Linked DNA regions of Mus musculus: all the other regions are linked to region 2. Evidence: chromatin contacts called from public promoter capture Hi-C data. All regions are on one chromosome and are shown on one strand. The core of a region is the stretch at or near the end of the contact, and the rest is flanking DNA. Distances in the headings are between cores, read along the strand shown. Region 1 holds the start of Tnks1bp1 (tankyrase 1 binding protein 1). Region 2 holds the start of Ube2l6 (ubiquitin-conjugating enzyme E2L 6). Region 3 has its middle 38 kb from the start of Gm13710.

The links. Promoter capture Hi-C pulls out the DNA fragments that hold promoters and counts their contacts.
Region 1: a contact with region 2 is called in a promoter capture Hi-C map of pre-B cells. The contact joins the promoter of Tnks1bp1 here to the promoter of Ube2l6 in region 2. A contact is called at or near these places in 2 of 39 promoter capture datasets (hematopoietic stem and progenitor cells and pre-B cells), 2 of 115 datasets of contacts at active chromatin or transcription factors (embryonic stem cells and memory CD8 T cells) and 2 of 9 other capture datasets (adipose tissue and liver).
Region 3: a promoter capture Hi-C map of cranial neural crest shows a contact between it and region 2. The contact joins the enhancer-like site here to the promoter of Ube2l6 in region 2. A contact is called at or near these places in 2 of 39 promoter capture datasets (cranial neural crest and maxillary cranial neural crest), 1 of 484 Hi-C or Micro-C datasets (uterus), 3 of 115 datasets of contacts at active chromatin or transcription factors (bone marrow-derived macrophages, embryonic stem cells and microglia) and 2 of 9 other capture datasets (adipose tissue and liver).

Annotation. Positions count from the first base shown.
Region 1 is chr2:85,049,144-85,051,985 of GRCm38.p6, forward strand. Tnks1bp1 (tankyrase 1 binding protein 1) reads left to right here and starts at 1,317. Exons shown (of 12, transcript NM_001081260.2): 1 at 1,317-1,417; 2 at 1,718-1,830; 3 at 2,782-2,842. The coding sequence starts at 1,737.
Region 2 is chr2:84,797,080-84,800,147 of GRCm38.p6, forward strand. Ube2l6 (ubiquitin-conjugating enzyme E2L 6) reads left to right here and starts at 1,749. Exons shown (of 4, transcript NM_019949.2): 1 at 1,749-1,853. The coding sequence starts at 1,827.
Region 3 is chr2:84,543,452-84,546,397 of GRCm38.p6, forward strand. No RefSeq gene overlaps it. Among named protein-coding and RNA genes, the nearest start is that of Gm13710, 38 kb to the left of the region's middle. Within about 2 kb of position 1,485, at least 26 of the 459 cell types and tissues checked have an H3K27ac peak or open chromatin away from gene starts, as enhancers often do.

The sequences.
Region 1 (2,842 bases), core at 67-2,566, 250 kb after region 2:
TCTTGTATATATTTTTAATTTAATTTAATTTTTCTGTCATCTCTCCGCCTTCAAGCGTTATTCACCCACATACAAGGAAAACAGCCCCTGGTAGTTGGCTGATCAGCCTTTTGACATTGACGGAGTTACTGTCTGTACCCTCTTTAAATAAGCTGGGACAGGGTCAAGCGGATGGGGACATCTTTTGCAAAGGCTGGGCACCACAGGTCTCTTAGAATTGAGAACTGTCTTCTCAGAGCAGCTGGAGTGGGAGGGGAGCCTTGAGGTTGGAGAGGGTTGGGTTGCCCTCCAGGGCTCTGTGCATTCCATGTGTTTGGCATGTCTCCCTTGCTCTTGAACCAGAGGAGCAGTGTTCACTAGTCACCACCAGAGCCGGAGGGGGGGCTTGAGAGTGGGAGGGTGCTTCAGCAGCCAGGGTGGGAACTGAGGGGGTGGAAGGCCTGAAGAATTTGAGGTGGGGGGGACATGAAGGAATGGTCTAGAGACGCAGCCTACGGTAGGGGGAGAGGTAGGTAGAGGTGGTTACCAAGGATGCTAGTTAGCTCATGGGAGACACTGAATGGAGTCACATTAATAATGGCCAACTGTTACTTACCACTTCCAGGCTTGGTATTTTGCATGCATTGTTTGACTTGAAACTCATTTAATACTTTTTTTTTTTTTTAAGCAGTATGCCTTAGACTAGTCGCACAGCTCTGAAGTGACAGACCCATTTAGTTGTTAGATCTTACAATATCAGCTCCAGAGGCTCCTGGCACAGGCTACTACCATGTGGCTATCATCTGGTTTAGTTTCTTCTGACCCCTCAAAACTCCTTTAGGGTGCACACCCATTCCTATGTCACAGGCTTTTGCAGGTCCCTCCCTGACTGTCCTGGAAGGGGCAACCCCAGGGAGTTTTCCTCTCAGTTACACCCCCCACCCCACAAGCAATCAAGCCCAGTCTGTCCTCCCTGCCCATCCTGGGCCGGCTCCTCCTTCCCCTTGGCTAGGCCCTGGAAATCCAGTGGGAGGCCATTGCTATGGTAACAGGACTAGGCCCTGGCTTTACCTCATCAAATTCCAAGCTGAAGCCAAAACGATTGAGAAATTAAAGGGAAAAAAATGTATTCCAGATGCTTACTTTTTATTTCTTATGTCCCTGTGTTTGGATGAGACAGCTCTTGAGTGCTGGAGGGGGGCAGGGATGTGAAAGGAGAATGGGGGGGGGGTAGGGAGCCACTCCCAGCCGTGGAGGGAGGGAGGAGAATGGGAAGAGGGGGGCCGGCTGTGGGGCGGAGCCCCAGGTTGGGGAGGAGCGGGTTTTTCCCGTCCCATGAGGTGATTCCAGAGACTTGAGAGTTTCTGGCCTTCTTGCTCCGCTCAGAGTGGACACCTCTAGTGGGGCTCCCTGACCCGAGAGGGTTGCCTCAGGAGCTGTAAGTAGGGTATCACAGGACGGATCCTGGGGGTGGTGTGGGTGGAGGTGGCTCCCTCCTGTGCTGGATCACTGAGGTTCAGAGCCAAGGGTTGGAGAGTCGTGTCAAGAGTTGAGGATGTGGCTGTGGGAACCTTCCCGGCCTCCCCCTGGAGTTCGCTCTTCCTGTCCCACACTGCCTGGGTTAGAAATAGACTTCCTTGGCTAAGCCTGTTGCCTTTCTCAGCTTTCCCTTCTCCACCTCTCCCTTCCCTGGGTCTTCAGTCACTTCGGCCGGCTCACACTGCTTCCTATTTCTCAGGCAGGGTGTGCCCTATGTGATGAAAGGATCCACTCTCAGGGAAGGCACAGCCATGGCTTCCCCACTGCCCCAGGATATGGAGGAGGAGCTGGCGCCTGTTGGCTCCGAGCCAGGTACCAATGGGTGCTGGGTGCAGGGTGGGGCCGTTGGCTGGGAGGAGGGCCGGGGGTGGGGTGGAGGCTGCACCCCTCTTCCGTCCCGGCAGGTAGCTGGAGTGACAGTGGAGGTGAGAGGCAGTGAGTCTGAAATGAGTGCTCACGGGCCTTGGCATCTGGTGGGAGTGAGGTAGAGCCCCAGCCGGTATGGAAGCAGAGCCTTTGAGACAACTCCAGGGAGCCTTGGAGGAGGAGACACTGAGGCACAGAAGGAGAATGGAGTGCCCTTCTTTCTCCCTGTCTAGACTTTTTAAATGCTTAGCTGAATGAGTGGGTGATACAAGATTCTATTATAGAAGGTTGTGGCCGTGAGTAATTCCCAAGGTCTTTTATTTGGCATTACAATGCCTTATATAGAAGGTGGATTTCTGCCCTTGTTTTTTTTTTTTTTTTTTCCTTCTTCCTTCCTGTGGCAGATTTACTTCTGTTTGACATAGGTCAATAGAAAGCTTGCATTCCTGATAATGAACTGGATGACTGAGGTGGCAAGAGGAAGAGGTGCAGCAGGGTGTACAAGGGGAGCTCAGCTAGGGTCAAAACTTCACTATGGAAATGTGGTGTAAAGAAATAGGGCTCCATCGGGTTCCCAGGCTGACAGTATGGTGAGGCCAGGCAAGTGGGTATGCTTATCTGCTCCATTCATTCATTCGATAGGAACCTGTGTTAGGAGCAAAATAGGATGCTAGAGGGATAAGGGGTCAAAGCCCACGTTGTAGGAGTTTGGAGAAGGTAGGCTATATAATGGGATGTGAAAAACCAAGGAAGCCTTCCTGGAACAGGCGGTACTGACTTGCACCTAGAACGATGGGTTCCAAGGTTGGAGTGTGGAAGATTCGGTGCAGCAGGAGTCACAAGAATTTATGTCTCATGGTTCTTCTGACAGTTCCTAATGAATCCTTCCTTCCGAAGGTGACCCACGAGCCAAGCCCCCTGTCAAGCCCAAACCCCGGGGCTTGCCCAGCAAGCCAGC
Region 2 (3,068 bases), core at 499-2,998:
TTTAAAAAATTAAAGGCCATTGTTAGCTGCATATCAAGTTTAAGACCAATCTGAACAACACAAAATGGTATTTAAAAAAAAAATACTGGGGCTGGAGAGATGGCTCAATTGTTAAGAGCACTGACTGCTCTTCCAGAGGTCCTAAGTTCAATTCCCAGCAACCACATGGTGGCTCACAACCATCTGTAATGAGATCTGGTGCCCTCTTCTGGTGTGTCTGAAGATAGCTACAATTTATTCATATATAGAAAATAAATAAATAAATAAATAAATAAGTAAAAAATACTGAAGGGAAATTTTCTCTCTGTGTTTCAACTGCTTGAGAGCCCCTCAGAGGACAAACACCACAATTTCTCCATCTGATGTGTTCCATCGATAGTACCTGGCACTTGGTGTTAACTAAGACTACTAACCAGAAATGGGTTCAAATGCCCTTATCTCCAAACTATATTTAGGGATTGCTGATGGTGTCCTGCTTATTGCTGGCATTTAGAAGGTATCTGGTTAAAGTTATTGAACTGAAAAAAGAACCCAGAATCTTTTTTTCTTTTTCAAGATTTACTTTATTTACTATATGTAAGTACACTGTAGCTGTCTTCAGACACACCAGAAGAGGGCGTCAGATCTCATTTCAGATGGTTGTGAGCCACCATGTGGTTACTGGGATTTGAATTCAGTACCTCTGTAATAGCAGTCAATGCTCTTAACTGCTGAGCCATCTCTCCAGCCCCAGAATCATTTTTCAAGCACATCCTATATGTAAGCAGAGCAGATATTTGGTTCCTGGACAGGAAAATAAAAATCATGTGACCTACTGGGTCAAAATCTTGGGCTTCAAAATATGCTAATTTCTGGGCTGGAATGGGTGAGGCAGGTAGGTGGATTCCCTTCTAACTCTAGAACTTCTTCCAGAGGCTGGGGGCTGCTATTACACCTTGGCCTCGACTTGAGCTGGGATGAGGGGGGTCTTTACTCTTGCGCAGAGGGCTAGAGACTTCTTGGCTGTTCATTTGGACACACAGTAGTTCCATAGTTTGTAATCAGTTGGTGATAAAATATAATAGGCTCCTGAAATCTATCTCGAGGCTTCAGCCACCCATCGTTTTCCCAAATTGCCACACAGCAGACACTTTCTATGTGTTCAGTAGAGTAAAACACAGAACGCCCAAAATAAAAGCGAATGAGTCCAACAGCGTCCTCTAGTGGTGCTCGGGCACCAAGCAACCTAAAAGAAGCATCGCTGCGTTTCTGCCCATCTGCTGGACTGTACCACTCAGGGAGCGGTCCTCGGAGGACATAAAGTCTATACTGACCCCCCCCCCCCCACTCTCTTTTAGAACGGAGCACTGAACCCACAAAGGCAAAGTGACTTGGCCCAGGATTCTGAGACTTTCTTTAGAGGTGGTAGGTTCACAATTCCATTGCGGAGGTCGCAGAGAGCCCTGCCCCGGAGCTACTTTGCATCAAGAGTATCTCATCTGTGCTTTGGGCGAGTTTGCTCTCAGCGTCCGGGGAGCTGACAGAGGCTGGAGATGAATCCCATCCTGGCTTCTACGAGATGTACCCCGCAAGATGCAGGAACCAAGAGGAGCAGTGCGCTCCACCGACGTAGTCTCTGATCTGCAAGGAGCATGAGTTGCTGAGATACGAGATCGCCAAGCTGGGCACTCGACTGCAGCCTCCAGATATCCACCAAAGGGGTGGGGAGCAGGTCTTTGCAGCTAGAGTCGGTGTGGGTGGAGTGGAGCGTGGGCGGGGCTCGGGAGCTGCAGTTCAGAGAGCGGTGTCCTGCTGGAATCTGCTGGTGCCCCACGCTCCAACCCGAGATGATGGCCAGCAAGCGAGTGGCGAAAGTAAGCCTATGTAGGATGACCCTTTCCTTGTGCCCCTTCCCGCCCTGCCCTAACCTTTCCGCCCTGCCCTAACCCTCCCCTGCCCCCTTGCTCTCTGAGCTTTTTTTGTTATTTGGGTACCAGGGCTGGCTGAAACTCAGGTATCCTCACCTTTTCCCAATGGAGAAATGGGAGGAGAAAGGCGCGGTGTGTGTGTGTGTGTGTGTGTGTGTGTGTGTGTGCGCGCGCGCGCGCGCGAGAAGGAGGGAGAAAGAGAGGAGGAAGGGAGGGGGCCTGATTGAGAAGGTCTGGAAAAAAAAGTTGTCATCAGCTTCAAAAAAAGTTGTCATCAGCTGTACTGGCCACGAGAATGAACTGGTCTTTCCAAATGGTTTCCAATGTATTGGGCTTTCCAAACTGGTTTCATTTTCAATTTCTGCTGGAAATTTATTAGTGGAACTTATCTAAGGCACAGGAAGGGCTCTGTTGCTCCGCCTAGTGGATACACCCATAATTTGATACCTACATTACCCGAGGCCACAGAAGAGTGATGTTGGGCGGTGGGGTGGTGAATGGACAGACCGTGAAATAAAACGTACAGACTAGTTCCTGGATGAGAAGTAACAATTTATGCTCTGAGTAGGTTATTTGTATGCAGTCCTGCTCCAGCTACTAAACGCCTACTTTGTACTAGCCCAGTGCCAGGCAGCAGGAGCAGAAAAGGAACAGAAATCTTGTTCCGTTTGAACGTTCATTTCTATGAGACACTATTTGGTACTATCTGAAAGAATGAAAAAAGGGCAGTTTCCTTAGGAATGTCTAGACCGCTGAATGGAGCCAGGATTAGAGATCGTGGAGGAGAAATGCTCGTGAGCCAGGGCTGGTACCGCTAGGCTTTGAGTCTCCCCGAAGTGCTCCTCTAGTCTGCAGAATTGAGGGGAAGGCTTCCTCAGGAGACAGAAGGGATGGTTGCTGGCCTCATGTTTCTCTCTCTCTCTCTCTCTCTCTCTCTCTCTCTCTCTCTCTCTCTCTCTCTCTCCCTTTCTTTCTTTCTTTCTTTCTTTCTTTCTTTCTTTCTTTCTTTCTTTCTTTCTTTCTTTCTTTCTTTCCTTCTTTCTTTCCGAGACAGGGTTTCCCTGGCTGTCCTGGAACTCACTTTGTAGACCAGGCTGGCCTCGAACTCAGAAATCCGCCTGCCTCTGCCTCCCCAGTGCTGGGATTAAAGGCGTGTGCCAC
Region 3 (2,946 bases), core at 235-2,734, 250 kb before region 2:
TTCTATGAGGAAACTTCTGGAATCTGTTGAGACCAAACTGCACTTAACCCATAAATATGAAGGAACACAAGCTTTAGTTCAGAGTGGGGGGTTCTTTTGTATCCAAAGAAGGAGCAGCATGCGTGGGAGAACTTGAGCTCATCCATATCTCTGTAATACAGAGAGCAGGGAGAGGAAAGAGAGACCTTAGGCCTTTCCCATCCTAAACTGACCTCCACCTTCATAAACGTCCTCTTCTGGCTTTCATAAGCACCCAACCCCTGTGGGGGGTGTGTGTGGGGGGGGGGGGGGAAGAGAGTGCTATTGAGGTCTTACATTACCACCCTTCTATCCAAACCAGGACCCTAGAAGCTATCCCCAGTAGATTTGCCCAAAACCCTACTTGATAAACAAGTCCTGACAAATCCATCTCCTACCTAACTCTTTTATCTCACCATGCTTCAGCTTCCTAAGAACAAAAGCATCCCATAGTTTACTTTATCATTCAGTTCAAATGCATTTTCACTGTCTTAGCAGCCTGGGAGCCAGGGGAAGCCATTCTCCTATCAACCAAAGGTTATTCCTGGGAACCCAGTATCCTCCAAGTTCCCACCATTCCGAGTTATGTACAGTCCCCTCAATCCTTGACTCTCATATATTAGTTTGCTAGAAAACTGTAATCCCAGCTCACAGAGTCACTGAAGAAAAGATCAATTCATTACCAACGCCATCTTTCTTCCTTCTAATGAGGTCTTGAAGGAGCACAACAAACTGTACCCTCTTCATAATGCAAATTCCTAACCAGTTCAAAGAGAAGGTTTAGAAGCAAGGCAGACAGGGATAACAACACTCCCTGCATCACCAATAATCCCTGGAAATGCAGACATGCCTGTGGGTAAGTGGCTTCAAAGCTGAACACCAGAGGGCAGTGAGACAACTCAGCAGGTAACGGTACCTGCTGCCAAGTCTGAAAACCTAAATTCAACCCCCAGTCCTCAGGACTCACGCTGTAGAAGGAAAGAATTGTCTCTTGTCCTTTGACGTTTGCACACACACACACACACACACACACACACACACACACACACACACACATAAACAAATGTAAAAAAGTTAAGTTGAGCCCCAGAAATAGACAGACTTAATAACTCAGTTTTAAGGTCCACATCACAGAGAAACAGAGTAGAACAGAGCCTATCGTTCTGGTGATTAAAGGATAGAGCAGAACTAAACAATCTTTCTCCAAGAGAAAAAGGACAGGAGTTTTCATAGACACTCTTCCCTGGGTATCCATCCATAGATACCCTTCCAGGGGGAGGGAAACGTCAAATGTAAAGAATCATTGCTTCTCGTGAGTCCCCACAGCCAGAATCCCCACAGGCTCTATTTCAAGAGGTCAGAGCTGTTTATAAGACCCAGAGTTTAGCACACTATTATTTCCAGCATGCCAGGAAGCTCTGAACAGGCTCGGCCTTGTTCTTTCTTTCTTCTCAGCCTCACTCAAACCATATGGAATCCCAAACATTTGACAGTCAGTATGCCATGGTCACCAGCTCATCACAGCAGAAGCCTAAACAGCCTAAACAAACGCTTGACCAATCTGAACAGACCTTGGCAGCTACAAGACCTAGCCCTCTCCTGGAATATCTGAAAACCTAGATGATAAGAACCCTGGGAGTTGAGGCATTGGGATAATGATACATTATTAAAATGCCGTGGATTTGAAAGCCTTGGAACAGAGGATCTGTCTTCTGGTTAGAATTTATCTCCAATGCTGCCTTGAAAATGAGGTTCCTCCCTGTGCCCCAAGGCACAAGACTGGCACATGCTATTGCCTCCTATATTGCTGGCTGAACAGGCCTTTAGTTGTCATGGTTTTCTCACACTGAGGCTTTTCATATTCGCTGAGCTGCCTATCCTCCCAGAGAGATATTTTTAAAAGACAAAGTCATAACTGGGCATCCTCATTCCCTATGACTACTTAATAAAGCACTACAAACTGCTGGCTTAAAACGAGAGAAAACTATTGTCTTACATCTCCGGGGGCTGAACACATGATGTAAAGATGCTGTCTGGCCCATGCCCACTCCTCAGCTTCCAACAGTGGGGCCTCCCTAAACTCCTCCAACTTCCCCAGCTCCCATCTCTGCGTCCATTTTTGTTTATCCTTCTTCCTAAGTCTGCATCTTCCTTCTGAATCTGTGTTTTCACATGGCAGTCTCCTCCCTAGATCTGTTTATATTCCTATAAAAAATATCAGCCATAATGGAATCGCCTCCATCATTGAGTGATGCCATTTCAGCTCCAGTCTGTCTACAAAGACCCTACTTGCAGACAAGCACTCTTTCCTAAGTGCCTTGAGAACTGTTGGGGAGCCGTGGTCCAGCCTACAGCAGTGAGGAGACTGCTCCGTTTTGCTGTCTCATCTTGCATTCTGACAGCATGAGGCATCAGGTTCCCTGGGTCCCTGGCCTCAGGAGCACTCATTGTTGGAATTTTTGCTTCTAAATGCAGTCTAAATTTGTCCTCTACTTCATTCTCCCTCTAGGTCAACAGGCAAGGCTTCCAAAACAGGCCATGCCTACAAGACCCAATAAGGTGACAGTTCCCCAGAGAATGGCTAATGTGGTTTTCCAATTTTTTTAAAGATTTATTTATTATTATACATAAGTACACTGTAGTTGACTTGAGACACACCAGAAGAGGGCGTCAGATCTCCTTATGGGTAGTTGTGAGCCACCATGTGGTTGCTGAGACTTGAACTCAGGACCTCTGGAAGAGCAGTTAGTGCTCTTAAGCACTGAGCCATCTCACCAACCCTAATATTTTCTTGTTGTTCCTATTTGTTTGCTATGTTTTCTTTGTCTGTTTGTTTGGAATTACGGCCTTCTGTAGTCCAGATTGGCCTTGAACTTGCCAACTAGCGGAGGATAAGTTTGAATTTCTAATCTACCTGCCTCTGCCTCC